Linked DNA regions of Mus musculus: regions 1, 2, 3 and 5 are each linked to region 4. Evidence: chromatin contacts called from public Hi-C and promoter capture Hi-C data. All regions are on one chromosome and are shown on one strand. The core of a region is the stretch at or near the end of the contact, and the rest is flanking DNA. Distances in the headings are between cores, read along the strand shown. Region 1 holds the start of Mical2 (microtubule associated monooxygenase, calponin and LIM domain containing 2). Region 2 holds the start of Wee1 (WEE 1 homolog 1 (S. pombe)). Region 3 holds the start of Zfp143 (zinc finger protein 143). Region 4 holds the start of 1700012D14Rik (RIKEN cDNA 1700012D14 gene). Region 5 holds the start of Dkk3 (dickkopf WNT signaling pathway inhibitor 3).

Region 1 (2,834 bases), core at 320-2,819, 1.1 Mb after region 4:
TCCACACTGCCTGGGCTCAGCCAAGTAGCTATGAGCCTTGCCCACTGAAGCCAAGCTGTGGACAGAGGTCATGCAATTTCCTAATTAAGTAATAACTTAAAAAGGCAGGGCCAGGTCATTCAGGTCGCCTTTCCCTGACAGCAGCCAGATGTGAGCTCTATAGTGTGCTCAGATCAATTGGCAGTTCTTCTAGAGATCTTACAAGTCCAGGGTTCTCGGAGGCCCAGGAATGGCTATAGAGGCCTCACTTCACGGTTGTGTATGTTGACTTGGAATCAGTTCCCCGTTTAAATACAGACACGTTAATATGCACACGGTCTTGGTAAATGACTCTGTATTACAGATCTCAGTTCCCCCATCTGTGAAAGGGGATGAGGATATTGAAAAGATCAATCTCTAGGTCTGGGTTTAAATGAGATGATGCATGGAAGGTGTTCATTGATTGGTGGTGACATGGTTAGAGTCCCACCAGAGTCAAGTACTGTCCCTCTTAGAGTCAGTGATGAGTTTTGCAGACTGAGTGGGGTTGAGTACCAGGTATAAAAACGCATCCACAGAAGTGGAGTGAATCCTAAGGACGCTGAGAGGCAAACTCTGAGAAACCCCAAGGCCTGGATGATGGAAACGCAAAGAGTATAGAAAAAGACGGGCCCCAGGTTTGGGGGTGGAGGAATTGCTGCCTGCACTTGCCTGGCCAAGGGGCATGCTCTCCAGAGGGTGGTACCCGGGGAATTCCAGCAGCCTGGAGTCATGGTACTGTTTGCCTTCGCCGCCCAAGCCTGCCTGCTTTCCTCCCGCTGGGTCAGCTCAGTTTCAAGAACATTTATGGACTCTGCATTGGGCCAAGCTGAATGATGGGCTGCGGGCCCCAGGGGTGAGTCAGTCCACTTGAATCCTATTTTCACTGCTGTCGCAGTGTCCGTATGAATTTCTCAGGACTTCGAGCCCGAACCATTCATTCAGAATTTTCGCTGAAACTGTGAGAGGCATGGTCATTCATGAAAGCGATCAGAAACAGGGGTTAGCCATTCGACAGCCAAGAAAGAGAAAGTGCGAGCGACCCAGTCAGTGCGATTGGTCTGTGTCACTACCCCATTTCCCACAGCTTTAGCCCAAGCAAGGCCAGTTCAAGAGAAGACCCAAGCAAGGAAGATTGCATGCAGAAAAGCAAGAAATGAGGGCCCAAGAAGGCCAGGCAGTCCTAGAAGTCCTTTGCTGTTCCCTCCAGTCCAGAAGGGACAGTGAGGCTGTCTTTCCAGCTGCCTAGGCAAAGCTTCGGGAGGCCCAGCTTTCCCCTCTCCCTGGACACCAGAACACCAAGGCCGGGTGTTCGTCTCATAGCAGCCCAGGGCTGGGTCTTCGACCTGTGGCCAGGGTGGGAGCGGCTAGGGCAGGGCTTCAGCCCACGTGCGTCCGAAGCTGCAATGGTGACAGCAACCCCCAGCCTGGTACTAACTGGGAGGGCGCTGGGGTGGGTTCCGCGCTGCATGACCATTGGTCGCGCGTCTCAAGCATGGGGTGGAGCCTCGCCTTCGGAGGCCCTGTCATTGGCCGAACCTCGATGGAGGCGTGTCCCAATCGGATCCTCCGCGGCTCACAGAACCGCAGGCACCCGGCCGGCTCAGCCTGCGCCGGGCCGCCTCGCTAGCTCCGGGCTCGGCAGGCGGCCCGCTGGGTCCCGGATTTCTGCGCCCTCAGACAGAGGACAAGAAAGGCAGGTGTTGACCTGAGGCCTGGAGGCCCGCGAGACCTTGGGTAAGACGGAGTGGGAGAAGGCTCCGGGGTGTGCGGGAGCGGGTGGGGACTGTGCCAGTCCCGGCTGGACTCCGCGCCCTACTGGACGCCCCGGAGGGTCAGGTGCGGCAGTTCCGTCCGGGATCTCAGACCCACCTGCGGGGTGCGCCGTGGGCTCTTCACCAATCAAAACTGTCATTCTAACCTCAGAAAACCCAACACACGCGCATAGTAGGCGCCCTTCAGCAGCAGGGTCGCCTGTCATCGTTCAGGGGAACGTCCCCAAACTTTGCTCTGTGCGATCTAGGCTCCCGTACCTTTCCCATCCTCTAACAGAGCGCCTTGCTTATTTTTATTTTATTATTATATTTTTCTGCTTCCTTTCTTCTCCTCCCTCCTTGATAACAGGAAGTTGGGCCAAATGTCAGTGGCCTGGCCAGCGGCGGGCTGGAACTCGGGCTGGTTGCTTGGCCGGTGGCGACGCTCCGAGGGTCCTGCGCTGCTGTTCCCTCTAGCTTGGGACCCCTGACAGCCTGTGCTTGTCCCTGCCCAGGAGCATCCTACCCTCGTGTCCTGCTCTGTCAGTGGCTAGCTGGCCCTGGGCTGGGGTCTCCCTTGCAGCCTCTGCCTGCTGCAGCTGTTCGGAGAGGGCGGGGTTAATTTATCCCAGGCCAGCCTCAGTCTTAGCCTCACCCTCACCGGCGGAGCTGGGAAGGGCCTGTACTGGACCGGGAAGAGGCGTGTTGAAACCAGAGTACTCTCCTGTCTCCTTCCACATTGTTTATTCTGGGCCTGGGTTTCTAAAGCGGAAAGAGCTCTCGTTTGCAAGGCCTTTCGCTGTCCACTATGTCTTAGGTGGTTTAGTGGGAGGATAAAGTCAGTAGCCCTTATGGATAGACCCGGAGAGAAGAAAGCTGGAGGTCAATTGGCCTTCCGCATTTGCCTCCTGAGTTCTCAGGTACCTGTGTCCTCTGCGTGCCAGCAATCTCCGCGAGGGGTGGGGGTGGGGGCAGTGGACCTAAAGCGTGGGACACCAGGATAGCCCCTGTTCATGTCCCAGGGGTTTCAAAGGTGATCAGTGCTGCCTTCTTCAGGCACAA
Region 2 (2,700 bases), core at 119-2,618, 1.0 Mb before region 4:
CTTGAAAACAAAACAAGACAAAACCAAACCAAACCAAACCAAAGATCAGTCCATCAGCCTGGCCTGGCAGGTGCACAGGTCTATAATCCCAGCACTCTGGAGGTGGTTCAAATAATCGGGCTACACGGCAAAGGCAGGTCTCAAAAACAAAAATCAGTTTGACTTTTCAGCCTTTGAAGTGTTAAAAAAAGCTCACACACACATTAGTACTCCTAACTACAGTAAATGACAACAGAAGAGTATAATAGGCTATTATCCAGATAATGTGAATCTACATTAAAAAACATCAAGCTTTCTACTGATGGCCTCAGTTCCCCAAAAGTGGGTTCTAATTTCCTAGTGAAAAAGAAACCTACTTTTCTGTATGACAGTCTGGCCTCAGTAATTCCCACTCCAGCAGAGAATGCTAAAAAAAAAAAAAACAAAACCGTAACAAGGAGAAATGATTGATCATAGCATACAAAATAGGAACACACTTGTTGTAAACAGATTTAAGTTACGGTTGAGAAGGTTGTGGAAACTTATTTTTTCCTGGAAATTATGAGACAGGACCACTACAGAGCAAAGGGGTTTTAAACTTCTGGTCCTCCTGCCTCAGCTTCCAGACTGTTTGAATCACAGGTGTGTGCGCCAGCACTCACCTCTGTTACACTTCAGTTTTGTTTTGTTTTTTTTCTCTCCCGGGACCAATCAGTTTGGCTAGCGCACTCTCACGTGTAAGCGAACAAATATAAACACCACGGTTGCAGGTCAGGCATTCGGGCTTGTGGCAGGACCAATTATCACGGATAAGTCTGGCTGTGAGGGACACAAGACTGTGTGAGAGGCCACCTCTGTGTCCTAGTCCTGCAGCTCATTATCTGAGTTTCGCGCTGGGCAAGGTCCAGAGCTCGGTCACTGTTTCCGGCTCGGACCGCGACTATAGAACGTGACTGGACACAGCCACGCCCAGAACGCCCCAGGGGTCGGGCCTCAGAACCTGGGGTTGGACCAGGCTTCTAGGCGTCCCCAAAGGCTGCACGGTGTCCGGATGCTTCTGAACCCGGAGACAGGGAGGCCGACCCAAGGCCAGCACTGGGCAGTAGCCGCCGTCCTCTCGCCCCTCCTCGCAGGGCGGCTCCCGGCAGGCTCCGGTCCTCTAAACATAGACTCTGGGTGGGGTTCTGTGCAATCCAGGCCCACTCATTGGCCCGGGATGCCGCGACCCGCCCACGACTGGCGGCGCGCCTAGGCTGTGGGGCGGAGTCAGCGAGTTCCCGCCAAAATCGCGTAGCTGGTTCCTCCCCCGTGGGCTACGTCGCGCCCTCCCTGTTTTTTCAAACCGGGGCTGGGCGGGGATTGGTGGGCTGGGCCCTCACGTGGTTAACGGTCGCGGGAAGCCGCGGAACCCGAACTTGCGGACGAACTTGCGGAGCCTTTCGCCAGCACTGGACCGGCCAGTCTCCGCTGGACATCCCGCGCCGCAGCCGTCGCCGTCGCCCCGTCGTGAGCTTGACGGGCCTCGGAGTTGCCGCCGCGCAGGCCCGCTGCAGCCTCAGCCCGGCGCGCCCGATCGCACGTGGCGGACCCGCCCCCTGTGCCAGCCGCGACCTGGACGCCGCCGGCCTCTGCTCGCCGGTCCTGTGTTCTCCCGTGCTCCGCCGTGACTGCAGCCGGGAAATGAGCTTCCTGAGCCGACAGCAGCCGCCGCCCACCCGCCGCGTAGGAGCCGCTTACAGTCTGCGGCAGAAGCTCATCTTCTCGCCGGGCAGCGACTGTGAGGAAGAGGAGGAGGAGGAGGAGGAAGGCAGCGGCCACAGTACGGGGGAGGACTCGGCCTTCCAGGAACCGGATTCGCCCCTGCCTTCTGCACGCAGCCCTGCCGAGGCCGAGGCCGAGCGCCGCCGTCGCTCGCCCGGCGCGGAGCCCAGCAGCCCGGGAGAGCTGGAGGACGACTTGCTGCTGCAGGGCGGCGGCGGAGGCGCGCAAGCGGCGGGTGGAGGCGCCGAGGGCGACTCTTGGGAGGAGGAGGGTTTCGGCTCCTCGTCGCCCGTCAAATCACCTTCGACCGCCTACTTTCTGAGCAGCCCGTTCTCGCCAGTGCGCTGCGGCGGCCCAGGGGATGCCTCCCCGCAGGGTTGCGGGGCTCCGCGAGCCATGGACGACCCCTGCTCGCCGCAGCCCGACTACCCGAGCACCCCTCCGCACAAGACCTTCCGCAAGCTGCGCCTGTTCGACACGCCGCACACTCCCAAGGTAATGGAGGGGGCGGAGGAGCCGGCTCCAGGGCCTTTAAAAAAAAAGGCCGCGGCGCTGCAGCCCTGCGCGCCACTGCCCGGGTTCGGTTACATAACCGCCCCGCCGCACCCCGCTCGCTGTCCTGCGCCGCCACTCAAAAAAAAAAAAAAAGTTGGCAGCCCCCCTTTTTGGCTCTGCCTAGAAGTTGTCGGTTAAGATTATGTAACTGAACAATGGGCCTGGTCTGTAACTACTCCACTTTACAAAGGGCCTGGTCCCCGCTGTCCAGGTGGTTGAGTATTGGGTCTCGGTGGTCCGGTGTGCCAGGGTGCCGGATTGCTGCTGGCCACCTGACACTCCGAGCCATATGGTGCCTGTTAAATCCGGTGTCCGGGCCTGTAATTTGGGGGGCACGGATGGAAGGAGTTAGGTTTATTAAAGGGTTTGTTCCAACCCCCTGGACTTGTGGTTCCATGTGATATG
Region 3 (2,756 bases), core at 108-2,607, 1.1 Mb before region 4:
ACTCTCAAAAACCATAAAAGGATGTATATTCTAAGTCCTGAGATCCTTCAAATGACATTTGAGTACCGATTATGTAACTATGCCCTGGTTAGATTAATATTTTAAAATTGTGATTTATTGGGCCTTATGTGGCATAGGCTATACAGCCTACTCTTAGCACTTAGGGATATACTCTCCGGTTAAATTCATAGCCTACTGAACTATACTGCAAACTAAAGTCTCAGATGGGGTGAGGGCAAGAGAAGGTAATACTGTAGGTTCCGACTAGATTTAGTTACAAACTCAAGTTTCTCCCGGCTATTTTTCGACTTCATCAATGACATCACCTGAAATGCAAGTGACTGACGGCTAATGCTGGTCAACCTCCTCATCTTATTGGAATATACACCTGGTACTGCGGCTACTGCACTCTTATCTGAAATGCCTTGTATTGGAAATGGCTTAAGGGTTGGGCCGAGAGGATTAAAAAAAAAAAAAAACGTACCACATGCCACAACTAATGTCTCAATAGGTTAAAGAGCCCAACAGATGCTTTCTTCATCCTTCAGTTTCACAAAACAGGGAAAGCGCATGCAAAGGACCCGAGCGACCACAAGTCCACGGACACACTAAGAGCATTCGCTTTGCCTCCCAGCGGAAGCTCGGCTCCGCCGGGATCTCCGCAGAAGCAGAAAGCTCAACCTCCCATGGCATGGTCATGCCCGGAGATTGGGGAAGGGCAGGCAGGTTCCGAACCCAGTCTCCGGCATCAGCTGCGCTAGGCACAGAGACCCAAAGCGAAGGCCTCGGCCGACTCCGAGAGCCCCTAGGGAGCGCGTGGGAGGTTCGGGCCGCCCTCCTGCCTTCCTCTAACCTTCCAATGAAATAACACTCGGCAATAGAAAGGCAAGGCCCATCCGGCCTCCGATACACGCTCCGGCAGGGCCACCGGGAGCTCCATGGGTTCCACATTAGCCCTGTAGGGAAAATGGCGCCCATCACCCTATTTCCCTCCCGGGCAATCAAAAGGACGAACCTCCCTCCCTTGCTACAAAATGGCGCCTCCCGCTGGGGCCCCAGAATCGGCATAATTCACTCGTCCGTGGGGCGGAGTGGTCCGCGATGAGCAGTTTCGCCATCCAGTCAGGCACAGAAGCTTTGATTCCGTACCTGGCGCCAGCCACTCATGAGCGGGTAGGAAGGTCAGGCAACAATGACGCAGGTGAGGTGGGCGTAGTTAGTGGCGGTTTCCTGCCCGTCAGCTAAATCTAGACCAATCGAGAGCAAGAGTCTTCCAGTGAGTGACGTAAAGACAGCCCAATGGAGGGTAGGGGCGGGACTCAGAATTGCTATGCGGGTTGCGGGGCTTGGGGGCCGGGCGGCTGTTTCCTGTCCTGGTGCATGGTGGTCGGACGAAGGAATTGTTGGAAAATTTTCTCGGAGGTTCGTATATAAATGTGTTTTTACCCAGTGTGCATTATTCTCCGCCCGGCCGCCGCCCTCAGTGCGGCGGCGCGGGCCCACTCGGGCCCCGGCTCTCCCTCCAGCTGCTTATGCTGGTCCTCAGGCCTGGCCGATCCTACGGCCGCCTTCGTAGCGCAGCCCGGGCAGAATCGGAGTTTATTAATAACCCGAGGCCGCCACTCTAGGGCGGCGGAGCCTTTCCCTCTGAGGACGCCACCCCACCCCCCTTCACCCAGCGCCCCGCCTGTCCCCTTAGGGGGCCGCTGAGGGGAGGGAGAGCAGGAGGGGAGGGTGGAGCTCTCGGGAGCCGGGAGGCTCAGCTCGACCTGACCTTCGCGCGGAGCGAGTCCCTGGGCGCTCGCTCGGTGTGGAAGCCGGTCGGACTGGGCCTCCGGGCCTCGGTTCTCAGCAGGCCCCAGCAGGGGCGCGGGGCCCGCGGCTGGGGACACGCCTGCATATCGCCCCCGGGTTTCTTCCTATTCTGATCGTAGGCACATTTATTCGTTTTCACAATTTTTTTCTTCAAAAGTCTGTGAGGCCTAACATCGAATATTCAAAAATAGTCTCTTGGAATGTTTTATAATGGGACTTTCGTTCACTCATTTTTTACTTTCTCCCTTTCATTAAACGATGTTTCAATAAGTAGAAATGAATACCACTGCCCATCTGTTTGTTTAGAATCAAGTTCTGCCTTCCCTTTTGAAATATTCAAATCATCTGGCATATTCCGTTGGGAATGTGAGAAATTGCACGTTTCAGATTGTGTTCAGTTTGGTCCTAAATTTTACTAGGAAAGATGCGTTCAGCCCTATTCGGCAAAAACTTGTGTAACATTTTAACACTTTCTTCATTCTAAGTATATAGTAAATTCATTGTGAAATGTAAAGATCACAAAACAATAAGCATAAATCTTACCCTGACATTTTGAGTATTTGGAGATGAGTCAATCGACTCTACAAATACTCTTCCCCTTTGTTTATTTTGGTTTGTTTTATCTGGGCATGGTGTCTCTGTCTATAATTCCAGCAATCGGAGTCTGAGGCAAGAGGATTTCAAGACTACTCTTTATTACAGATTTACAGCTAGCTACACACTGAGTTCCTGATCTCAAGTATACTAATAACAGCTTTTTGATAGAATATACACACGTTCAAATTCACCTAAAATAGTCCAAACTAAGTCTGGTAGTTCAACTTTGAAATCTAAGCTATCAAGGCAAAAATAGGAGAAATTTCAAATTCAAGGCCTGCCTCCACTACAGATTGAGTTTATGGCCAACCTGAGTTACCTAGGAGTAAGGCCCTATCCTACGA
Region 4 (2,784 bases), core at 93-2,592:
CATTTCAATATCTCTAAAACTAAAAACTCAATCTAAAGTGGAATCAGATATGCAAGTGTTACATGACATATGCTGTTACTATAACCAGTCTGTCCCCGATCTAACAATTAATGCTTACTGAGTAACTCTCTTATTTTCTGTGGCCTGTTAGTATCTGTGCCCAATTCCTCATAAAGGTTAATTCATCTAATTGTCAAGAACCTGAGATTATCAACGACTGCATTTTAGAGAAAGATACAGGGAAGTTGGCACCTGCTAGGTTAACACATTTAGTCAGTGAAGAATGAACAGAGTTCCCAAACTGACTGTGCAGCCCACGTGCCTCGACAGTACTTGGGAGTTTTCTACTTCATCAAGCATAACGAGCATTTGGTACTAGAGGTTGGTGTGTGTGTACAAACAGATTGCCAGCGTGTTGTAACAGGCGAAGGCAGCAATCTTAAACTAGGCAGTAGTTAGAAAACCTATTCCTTAGCAGTGGACTCTCCTTCCAGCCTCGATTTAAATTTAGCAAAACAGAGAGCTTCTCGGAGCCACTGGTTCACCATAAAATGAAGTTTCCCCACCTCGTTGTCAAGTGGGCACAAAAAAAAGTAGCTTTGTTTTCTTAAAAGGGCCCCGTATTCCTTTCTCTTCTGAGGTACATCCCAGCAGCTCTTGGGGACAAAGCATCTGCCCTCCTAAGTTTCCAGTTCCTTTCAGGGAACACTAGGGTCTCCCCTTAGGGGCCTTTTGCTGCCAGGCGGCCCTAGGTGTGAACGGGAGCGCAGGCCAATCGCAAAGGTTAAGAAGCAGAAGGGGCCGGGCAGCTCCACTAGGACCTAGAAGTATTTCAACGCGGTCACTTCGCCCTGCGGCCAGTGACAGCCATCCCTCCGGGCCAGGCGTGCACTGCTCGCAGAGCACCACGCCCCCGGAGGCATGCTTCTTGCCCTAGCCTACCAGTGGGTGACACAGGATTCCTCTCGCCCCAGGAATGTCGACTGTGCCATCGACATGAAGTCGTGTCAACACACCCAACACCTTTCCACTCCATCTCCATCGCCCTACCGTCTCGGCTGCGGCTGGGCTGCAGAGCCGCGTCGCGGTCCCCAGCCGAGCACGAGACCGCCATTTTAGACAGCTCAAGGCAGCGGCCATTTCGGAGCGGCCCACTCGCCGGTGGCTCAGCTCACCTTCAGCGAGGGTCTAGGGCCAGTCGTCGGGGACTGGAGGGAGGAGGGAGAGATGAAAAACAAAACAGAGGAGAGGAGGACGCGGGACGGGGTGATGCTGTCAACTCAGGGATACCGCCTAAGCCACCTCAAAGGGCCCCGACTCTCGGACGGCGCGGCCTGAAGTCTGAATTCAGGGACTCTTAGAGCTCCACTGCGGCCAGACGCGATGGTCTGCAGGAGCGACTTCGCCGCTGTCCAATCAGCGACAGAGCTCATCCCTACCGCCAATCCGCGCTGAGCAGCGAGGCGGGACTAAGAGCCCAAGTTTGGTTGAGGCGCGGTGTGACCTGGGAGCCGCCTAGCCGGCTCTGGGCTCCGGGCTGGCGGGCGAAGCCATTGTTTTCTGAATTCCCCGGCACGCCGTGGGCCTGGCGCGGGTTTAGAGAGCAGATTCCGGGGCTCCTCCAGTTCCACGTGGCTGATGCTGACAGACAGATGGCGGCCCAGTCGGCATTTCCCTCAGCTCTGTCGCTCTGCAAGGACTGCTGAGACAGCTATGGATCCTGAGCTCGCCAGCCTAGGCTGATGGTGGCCCGGTCACTCAGTGCTTGGAAGCGGGAAGAAAAAACTCACCTTACTCGGCGTGCATAAACCTTTACCAGCCGGGGGGTTAGGCCAGGCCAAGGGCACGCCTGATGTTTGGCCTCCCAGGTGGCCCAGCAGGACGAAAGGGAAAATCCTTAGAACTCTTCTTTTTCTGAGGTTTACCTCAGCGTTACCAACTCATCTCTGTTGGGTGGGCTGGCAACATTTGGGTGTTTAAGCCATCTATCCCCGTTCTCCCTCTTTTCCAAAAGGGCATGGCCAGGCTTGAGGTCCTGTGTGTAGGGATTAAAAAGCATGTGCCACCATGCCCCGCGAAGCCTAACCCTTAATAGTAGTTATCAGGACTGATGGCAGTCATCAAGCTTCAGTATAATTTTGGAATAAGATTTTGTTTATTATATATTTTTATATATGTCCCCAATGTGAACTTCACATACCTGGTTTGTGTCTTTGTAAATTGGAAAAAAAACTCAAAAATAAGACAATGGGAAGAATAATTAAACATATTCGTGTTTAATTAAAGACTAGGATTTAACTTAGGCTCTATATGCTGACGAGTCTACTGTTCTTGAAACATACAGATTTTTTTCTGTTAATTGCTGTGTCAAATTATAATTTATTATATATTTATATACAGTTATGATTATAATATATGTTGGTTGAGAGAAAAATACAGGCAATGTAGGACTCAGCAAATAAAGATAATAATACTGTTTATAGAGTGCACTGTAGGAGCCAGGGGCTGTTTTATGTACTTTTTGTTTTGTTTTGATATTTGAGACAGGGTTTCTTTGTGTAGCCTTGGCTGCCCTAGAACTTGCTCTCTAGACTAGGCTGGCCTTGAACTCATAGAGATCTGCCTGCCCCTGCCTCCTGTGCTGGAATTAAAGGTATGCACCATCACCACCTGGCTGTTTCATGTTCTTTCAATGTTTTAATTCATATACTCATCACCAGTCTAAGATCAGATCCTAGTTATAGGTAAGGACTTAGAGCATAGAGAAGTACATTTTGCAAACAT
Region 5 (2,700 bases), core at 167-2,666, 1.0 Mb after region 4:
AGCGTCCTGACTGTTTCTTGGGGAAGATGGTACAGGCTCAATGCCCAAGGGACACGTTGGAACTTGAAGCTGTCTGCAGCTGCCCCAGCCTCTGCAAACCCATTGCGCTGAGACACCCGAGTGGCCCCAACCTCAGCTCAGCTCCAACAGGGGACAGCCAGCTGCGACACAGTGGCTCCTGCTCCTTAGGAAGAATTCCACCAAACCTCCCTTGCTGGACAGGGATGCATTCAGACTTTCGGCAGGCAGACAGAACCGGCTGAGAGTAAGAATCACCCAGCGCTGCACTCAGGGCACTCCACGTCTGCTGTCAGGCCTTTTTTCCAGCTCTGCACAAAGCCAAGTCTTTGGCCAGTGCTGCAACCATCGCTAGAAATATCCCCCCCACCCCACCCCCGCCAAGCCCCCGGCCCACTCCCTTTCTCATTCTCGCACTTTCAGAGCCAGGCGCCCTCAGGGTGCACCCACCTCCTCCACGGCACTGCGCAGTTTGTGCTGAGTGTCTTCCATCAGCTCCTCCACCTCTCGAAACATCTCATTGAGCGTAGCTTCCTCCTGAGGGTAGTTGAGAGCTGGGCCCGGCTCCGCCGGAGTCCAAGTGACCGTCGGGGAAGGAGCAGGAGCAGTGGGGACCGCCGCCGCCAGCAGTGTACACAGCAAAATACCCCCGAGCCGCTGCATGTTTGTTCCGCGCTGGCCGCCGCCTGTGTGTCCCGGAAAGCTATCAAAGACTGCAGGACCACCCCTCTTGCCCGTCCCGCCCCGCCCCGCTGCTCTGCCCGCCCCCAGATGGAGCGATACCCAGCCCCCTCCCAGACTCAATCCCTGCTGGAAACAGTGGTGACCACTACTCCTCTCCAGCCTGGGTGCCCTCTGCACTCTAAGCCCCCAAACCCCGTTCTAGTACCCAGGAAGAGCTCCACTTGACACGCTTATGGAAACCCCAGCTCCGGAACCAAGGAACTCAAGTCTTCTACTCTTAATAGCAGACCACTTGCCCGAATCAGGAGACATTATCTGGACTACGGGTTCGAGTCCCGTCCCTTCCTTTACTATTTCCCCATCAATTCTATTACTGGGATCTCTTGGACCCTGACACAGGCTCAAGCCTCTCCTAGCCCCAAGCAGAGATCAGCAGAGCCCTCCTCCCAGTTCATCCTCCTCCCATCGCGATGCAAATGCATGGAGCCCCCCATCTCTAACTAAGGGAGACCCAGCTGGGCTATCTCCACGACGATGACCACCGCTCACCCAATTCGAATGAACAAAGCTGAGCTGCAAGCTGGATCTGGTCACGACCGGTAGCTGGGCTGCCACAGAGCAGCTGGAGAGGCACTGTGTGCGGCTAGGATGCAAAAGCGCCTGTATCCAGAAAGCCTGCAGCCTGCGCCCCCCCAGTCCACCACGCCTCCGCCCGGCGGGAGGGGCGGTCGCACAGCCAATCGCTCTCCAGGCCGTCTGCGACCTCAGCTCACTCCAGCCTCTAAATCCTGGGAGGGCCAGTCTGCAGGAATCTATCCTCTTCCTGGCAGCCCCCTACCTCCGCGATAGCCCAGGCTTCTACTACATTTTACAGCCTTCTTGAGTCTCACCTTGCTAGCTCTAAGCCTGCCTCTGCCTTGGACGCAGTCCTAAGGGATGGAATCCCAGCCCCTCAGCCATTACAAGGTAGTCTAGACAGTACCCAGCCAGGAAAATCCACTTTTGGCCATGAGAATGGGTCAACAGAATGTCAGCAAGTCCCTAGACAGGCGACATAGCAAAGTAGCTAGGATGGACACCAACAGTCCCAGTACTGCCAAACTAGTATGGTCTGTAACGTAGCTTGATGTATGCTGCAGGCTACAGCTGTACATGTAATTCCTACTTAATACGCACGATTCATGAAGAGGGGTCAGGGCTTGAAAATGGGCTGTGTACCTGAGATAGCAACCTGGTCTATTGACAGTTATCTCTTCAGTGCCTAGAAAAGGGGTACTAAAAAATTAAATTAAATTAAAAATTTTTTTAAAAAGTGTTTCCGAAAACCCTTCTCCCACTTCTTTATCTATCCTGATTCTTCCTCATCAGTTTCCCTGACATCTCTCTCTCCCCTCCCCTCCCCTCCCCTCCCCTCCCCTCCCCTCCCCTCCCCCCTCTCCGCATCTCCTGATCTTTTTCTCATTTCTTCCCTGTGCTGGCTAATTTTTTGTCAACTTGACACAAACTAGAGCCACGTGGGGAAAAAACACCTCAGCTGAGAAACTGCCTCCATTGGTTTGGTCTGTCCGTTGCAGCATTTTCTTAACTGCTAATTGATGTAGGCGATCCCAGCCACTAGGGGTGATACCACCAACAGGCAGTTGAGCCAAGGCTGTGTAAGAAAAGTGGCTGAGCAAGCCAGAAGAGCAAAAGACAGTGACCTTCCTCCATTGGCTCTACCTCACGTCCTGAGCTCCAGGCCTGGCTTCCTTGATGCTGGAGTATAAACCTGTAAGACGCAATGAACCCTTTCCTCCCTGAGTGGCTTTTAATCATGATCTTTATCACAGCAACAGAAAGCCAAACTGGAACATGCCTCATCTGTCCTCTGGGGTAGCTAGCACAGGTCACAGACTCACTGGAGTCTCTTCACCAGCCCCTCCCCTGCCACCCACGAGGAACCAGGAGCTTGGTTGTATCTGCAGGGCTCCAGGCCTACACACCTGATCCCTGAGAAAC

The links. Promoter capture Hi-C pulls out the DNA fragments that hold promoters and counts their contacts. A called contact is a pair of places that touch in the nucleus more often than the background predicts.
Region 1: a contact with region 4 is called in a promoter capture Hi-C map of embryonic stem cells, with 4 times the contacts expected there. The contact joins the promoter of Mical2 here to the promoter of 1700012D14Rik in region 4. A contact is called at or near these places in 1 of 39 promoter capture datasets (embryonic stem cells) and 1 of 115 datasets of contacts at active chromatin or transcription factors (astrocytes).
Region 2: a promoter capture Hi-C map of pre-B cells shows a contact between it and region 4, with 6 times the contacts expected there. The contact joins the promoter of Wee1 here to the promoter of 1700012D14Rik in region 4. A contact is called at or near these places in 7 of 39 promoter capture datasets (the HPC-7 cell line, cranial neural crest, hippocampal neurons and 4 more), 2 of 115 datasets of contacts at active chromatin or transcription factors (astrocytes and pro-B cells) and 1 of 9 other capture datasets (liver).
Region 3: a contact with region 4 is called in a promoter capture Hi-C map of pre-B cells, with 7 times the contacts expected there. The contact joins the promoter of Zfp143 here to the promoter of 1700012D14Rik in region 4. A contact is called at or near these places in 6 of 39 promoter capture datasets (the C10 cell line, the HPC-7 cell line, cranial neural crest and 3 more).
Region 5: a contact with region 4 is called in a Hi-C map of B cells, with 8 read pairs. The contact joins the promoter of Dkk3 here to the promoter of 1700012D14Rik in region 4. A contact is called at or near these places in 4 of 39 promoter capture datasets (cranial neural crest, embryonic stem cells, hippocampal neurons and 1 more), 1 of 484 Hi-C or Micro-C datasets (B cells) and 1 of 115 datasets of contacts at active chromatin or transcription factors (astrocytes).

Annotation. Positions count from the first base shown.
Region 1 is chr7:112,224,267-112,227,100 of GRCm38.p6, forward strand. It overlaps Mical2 (microtubule associated monooxygenase, calponin and LIM domain containing 2), which reads left to right and starts at 1,570. Exons shown (of 26, transcript NM_001193305.1): 1 at 1,570-1,755.
Region 2 is chr7:110,120,691-110,123,390 of GRCm38.p6, forward strand. Wee1 (WEE 1 homolog 1 (S. pombe)) reads left to right here and starts at 1,369. Exons shown (of 11, transcript NM_009516.3): 1 at 1,369-2,235. The coding sequence starts at 1,660.
Region 3 is chr7:110,060,354-110,063,109 of GRCm38.p6, forward strand. Zfp143 (zinc finger protein 143) reads left to right here and starts at 1,358. Exons shown (of 16, transcript NM_001374618.1): 1 at 1,358-1,422.
Region 4 is chr7:111,121,333-111,124,116 of GRCm38.p6, forward strand. It overlaps 1700012D14Rik (RIKEN cDNA 1700012D14 gene), which reads right to left and starts at 1,343. Exons shown (of 3, transcript NR_015573.2): 1 at 1,051-1,343.
Region 5 is chr7:112,157,715-112,160,414 of GRCm38.p6, forward strand. Dkk3 (dickkopf WNT signaling pathway inhibitor 3) reads right to left here and starts at 1,417. Exons shown (of 8, transcript NM_015814.3): 1 at 1,252-1,417; 2 at 469-704. The coding sequence starts at 681.